2 separate regions of the Mus musculus genome follow, and region 2 is linked to region 1. A link is a contact called in public promoter capture Hi-C data. All regions are on one chromosome and are shown on one strand. Each heading gives the region's core, a stretch centred on a gene start, on an enhancer-like site or on the middle of the called end of the contact. The rest is flanking DNA. Distances are from core to core; before and after follow the strand shown.

The links. Promoter capture Hi-C pulls out the DNA fragments that hold promoters and counts their contacts.
Region 2: a promoter capture Hi-C map of the SN4741 cell line shows a contact between it and region 1, with 4 times the contacts expected there. The contact joins the promoter of Abo here to the promoter of Snapc4 in region 1. A contact is called at or near these places in 2 of 39 promoter capture datasets (the SN4741 cell line and neutrophils).

What each region holds. Positions count from the first base shown.
Region 1 is chr2:26,379,302-26,381,990 of GRCm38.p6, forward strand. It overlaps Snapc4 (small nuclear RNA activating complex, polypeptide 4), which reads right to left and starts at 1,352. Exons shown (of 23, transcript NM_172339.4): 1 at 1,248-1,352.
Region 2 is chr2:26,863,642-26,866,330 of GRCm38.p6, forward strand. Abo (ABO blood group (transferase A, alpha 1-3-N-acetylgalactosaminyltransferase, transferase B, alpha 1-3-galactosyltransferase)) reads right to left here and starts at 1,354. Exons shown (of 6, transcript NM_030718.5): 1 at 1,230-1,354. The coding sequence starts at 1,242.

The DNA of each region.
Region 1 (2,689 bases), core at 102-2,601:
CCAGCTTTCCCTCAGACCTCCCCCACTATGGCACATCTACCTACACACAAGGAAATAAACAAGTATAATAACTGTAAAAAGCTGGGTGTAGAAGTCGGGTATAGTGACACACGTCTTTAATCCCAGGAATCAGGAGGCAGAGGCAGGGGGATCTCTGAGTTTGAGGCCAGCTTGGTCTACAGAGTGAGTTCCAGGTCAGCCAGAGCTCTAAAAGAAACTGTCTTCAAAAACAAAATAAAGAGCCGGGCGTGGTGGCAAAGGCCTTTAATCCCAGCACTTGGGAGGCAGAGGCAGGCGGATTTCTGAGTTCGAGGCCCGCCTGGTCTGCAAAGTGAGTTCCAGGACAACCAGGGCTATACAGAGAAACCCTGTCTCGGAAAATCCACCCCCCCCCCCCCCGCCCAAAAAAAAAAAAAAAAAAAAAAACCCAAAAAACCAAAAACCAAAATAAAGAAACAAAGAGCTGAGTGTGATGGCACATAATTTAAATCCCAGCACTTGGGGGGCATAACTAAGTGGATCTCTGCATTTCAAACCATTAGTGAGATACTGTTTCAAACAAAATTATCAAACACATTTTCACACCCAGAGCCAGAAATGAAGAAAAACATCCTGTTTGATTTCTTCCTACTAAGTTGTTGACAGCAGTCTTAACTGACTACAACAAAACAAAACAAAATCCCCTTCAACGACATTCCAATTACTTATACAGGGAACGTTTGTCAACCAACTTGGCTAGAAACAGCGGGATCTACAGATGTAGCAATAATCATTGCCACTGGATGCTTGGCCACCAACGAAAGAGTAACGTGTTTTGAGGCAGCAGCAATTCCATCTCCTCCCACAGCATCGCCCACATAAAGGAAGAAAAAGTCACGTTTTCAAGTCCTGAGCTGGGAGCCACGGTCCGCCTTTAATGACATCAGAGACACTTTGCTGCCTGTCCCTTCTAAGGCCTAACCGGGCAAGGCAGTTGGGGTCCAATGCACCCTTAGTGGCTGGATTCGATAAGCCAGGGGTGGCCGGTGGTGCTGCAGCGCATGCAACCGGTTAGAGCAGCGGTTCGGAGCACAGCACGGAGCAAATCCGGTCCTGCATCTCACCAGCTAGGGGACCTCGGCTGGGCTCCGGACGCGGGCTCTCCACTCCAGCAATGTCGCGGCCACGCCACGCCTCGGTTTCCCCGTGCTGGCTGCCCTGCCCCTCCTGGACACAACGCCTGCTACCTGCCGCCCGCCAATCCTCACCTTCTAGGCATCCCTTCCAAACTTCACAGCTGGCATCATCGCCCGGGCGACCACACGCAGATCATGCTTCTAGCAGTCGCGGAAGTCAGTAGGCTTGCACCGGAAGTCCCACCCAGGCTGCGGCGCAGGGCATGCTAGGAGGTGTGCTGGGGGGCGGGGCCCTAGCGAGGCGTTCATCTTTCTCCAGGTTCCCTGGGCTGTGTACTTAGCTCCTGGTGTTCTGGGTTTGGATGAATGATCAGTGTGTCGTTAAGTACTTTCCCGTGTGTGTCGTCCTCGGAGCCCACAACCTGGGACCGCCAGAAATGGACATTCATTCACTAAGGATTATTCTGCCTGGCCAACACATCACAGAGCTGCTGGCTAAGTAGTGGGGGGGGGGGGGCGGGAGGGCGGGGAGGGGGGGGTCGGTCTCACTCTTATGAAACAAAATACCAATAATTATCCATTATTAATTTTTTGTTTGTTTGTTTTTTCGAGACAGGGTTTCTCTGTATAGCCCAGGCTGTCCTGGAACTCACTTTGTAGACCAGGCTGGCCTTGAACTCAGAGATCTGCCTGCCTCTGCCTCTCCAGTGCTGGGATTAAAGGCGTGAGCCACCATGCCCGGCCCATTATTAATTCTTTTTTTTTTTAATTAGGTATTTTCCTCATTTACATTTCCAATACTATCCAAAAAGTCCCCAATACACTCCCCCCCACTCCCCTACCCACCCACTCCCCCTTTTTGGCCCTGGCGTTCCCCTGTACTGGGGCATATAAAGTTTGCAAGTCCAATGGGCCTCTCTTTCCAGTGATGGCCGACTAGGCCATCTTTTGATACATATGCAGCTAGAGTCAAGAGCTCCGGGGTACTGGTTAGTTCATAATGTTGTTCCACCTATAGGGTTGCAGATCCCTTTAGCTCCTTGGGTACTTTCTCTCCATTATTAATTCTTAACAGCTTCCTTAATTCTACTCTCCCTAGGCAGCTGGGTCCTCCTAGTGCCTAATAATGCCTGTGAGTAGGAGAAGCATGGCAGTGGCTTGAGGCTCAAGGCTGGTGAAAACCAAGCCTGGCGACTGGCCAGTTTGTGGGACCTGGGAAGGGCCTTGGTCTTATGGAGAACTGACTACAAGCTAGAAGTCACCTGCAACACTACTGGAGTGGGTACAGAATCATGAAATCAAAGAGTAATAGTGCATCCCTTTAATCCAACATTCAGGAAGCAGAGGTAGGTGTAACTCTGTGAGTTCAAATCCAGCCTGATATACAACAAAGCAAGTTTCAGAACTATATAGACACTGTCTCAAAAAAGAAAATAAGAGTCATATCAAGTCTGGCCCAGAGTTGGGTTTGGCCAGAGGGAGTCTGGGGCATTAAAGGAAACCTGTAGGTTCCTGGTGTAGGAACTTGTGTGGGGCAAGCCTGGTAAGAACTATCAGGCAAATTTCCCTGGGGT
Region 2 (2,689 bases), core at 104-2,603, 480 kb after region 1:
GGTAGCACCAAGCTTCCTCCCCCTCCAAATTCACCAGAATAGAAAGTTGTGCAGTCCTACTTAAAATGAATGTATTTAAAGATGCTGAACTTTTTACTTAAAATTGCTAAGATTGGCCATAAGATGGCATAGTAGGTAGAGCCTTCCTTCCTGCATAAGCTTGACAACCTGGGCCTGAGCTCGGGAACCCAGGAGTTAGAAGAAAAGCTCCTCCACAGAGTTCCCACTGATCCCCTCGCGCATGCCAATGTGTACATGTTCACATGTACACATCACACACAAAAATAAATAAGAAAACTCTATCTTCTTTGTTATGGGGAAAATGTTTCAGATGGTTATTTTGTTTTATGTATTTTTACCACAGGAAGAAAGGATGGAGAGTGAAAAGTGAGTTTGCACTGTCGAGGGTCTTGAGCCATCAAGGGTCAATATTCCGGTGTTCATGCCTGGGGAGTCAATCTTGCTGGTCACCTTTGTGCTGACTAGGATTTAGACAATGGTGTCAGTCTGTAAGATCCGGGCCCACGGATGGGGTGAGGCACAGTCACCACTAAAACTAGAATAGAAACTAAGTGGACTTTGTACTCTCTTGTATTCCTCACAGGTAGCACACACTTTTGGCAAAAAGAAATTCTCTTCCAGGATTAATTTTGCTTTGTTTGTGTGTTTCTTTGTGTAGTACTAAGAATATTTCTTTGCTATTGAATTGACCCTAGCTTGACCAGGTGAGGGCTGGGGAGCCAACCCCACCCTTCCTCCCAGTCACCCCTTCCCTCCAGCCCTGCAGGATTACTGGACTCAGCCACCTGGAGTCTCCTGCCCTTGGCCTCCTTCCCCTTCTCCCCACAGGTGGCCTGGACTCCTAGGAGCTCCTGCAGGGCCTGATTCATAGCCACTGACCACCACCTGTGTTCTGGAATAGCTAGCGTGTGGGGAAGAGGATGTCCAGTAAAGGGCAGACAGATCACGTACATTCAGTGCCCTCCCTCAGCAGCTTTGCCTAGTCAGATCAGAATTTTCCACTGTGACTCTGGCCCCACTTACCCACCTTTTGACAGTACTCATGCACAAACACAGATCCAGGGACACTCGGGGCTCCTGCCAGCCCAGCCCAGCCTGCCTGGCCCTGCCCCATCTGAGCCTCTGACCCCAGCAGCAAAGAAGCCCGGTCCAGATGGTAGACAATCGATGGAGGGTGCCCACAGCCAGCCCCTTATTCCTCAGCTCACCTCTGAGATTCATGTCAGAACCCAGGATGGTTCAGTGTCTGTGCAGCAAGCTGTTAGGCACAGGCCAGGTCTCAGGCACACAGGAGAACTCACCCCCAGGGGAGATAATACACAGCTCTGAACACCTGTGGGCGGGGAAGAACTCTGGCAGACTTCTGATTTGCCCAGGCGTGTGTACAGGAACCAAGTGTCCTCAGACAGGTATCTCCAACCACAGGTCACATCACAGGGACTGTGGGTGATTCTCCTCTGCTGTCATGCTCTAACCTGACTTTGCTATGGTCCTCAAGTCTGTCCCACTGTCTTCTTCAGCTTGCTTTGTCTCTCCCTCCTCTCTCTCCCTCCCCCCTCTCCTTCCTCTGCCTTTCCTCTTCCTCCCCCTCATCTTTTCCAGTCTTTTCTCTCACGCCATCTCTTTATTTCTGTACCTCTCTGCAAGATGTCATGTATCCCAAGGCTGGCCTAAACTTGACTATGTAAATCATGCTGTCCTTAAACTCACATAGATCTTGTCTCCATCTCTCAATCTTGTCAACTTAATCTAGAAAAACGTCATGTGAACCAAAGTTCCCTCGAAAGAAGCTAAACCTTCCAAGTACCTTCTACAAGGCTAACTGACTAATGATGGAGAAGTAAGACTGTCGCCATACCAGTCTAATTACAGTTTACCTTGGGCTAATGTCACCTTCCTTAATAGCCATTATTTATCCACCTCTCTGTCTGAACTAATATCTTTGTAACAACAAAAAAGTGTTAATGTATTAGCCTAACACATGATTTTTTCTATCAATCAAAAGGCTAAGAACTGGGACTGGTGAGATGGCTCAGCAGTTAAGAGCACTGACTGATCTTCTGGAGGTCCTGAGTTCAAATCCCAGTAACCACATGGTGGCTCACAACCACCCATAATGAGATCTGAAGACAGCTACAGTGTACTTACATATAATAAATAAAATCTTTAAAAAAAAAAAAAAGGCTAAGAACTGATTGATCTGCCCCAAGCTTTTAGATGAGGAAAAGTAAAGTCGACCGCCATGTACATGAACAGTCGTCGTGCTTTTACTACTGGGCATGCACACTGCATGATCTATGGAGCTTGCGCACACACGTGGGGGTAGGGGAACAGGGAGAGAGAGAAAGAGAGAGACAGAGACTGAGAGAGAGAGACAGAGAGAGACAGAGAGAGGCAGAGAGAGAGAGAGATTCTCACTGCTGGGTAAAAGGACATTAAAAACAAGGAAAAGATTCTTGGCTCTCCTACAGGCTATTTGGCTTTCCCTACAAATTGCTGTCCTCCACTGCCAGGGTGCTCACCTGTCTGCCTAACAAATGATAAATGGTCCTAGGACCAGTGGGGCTAATTAATATTCTGATGACATATCCTGACCCAGTTCTGCCTGAGACCATGGTAAAGAAGATACACACCGGTTGATGGAGGGCACCAGAGAGAATGGCCAATC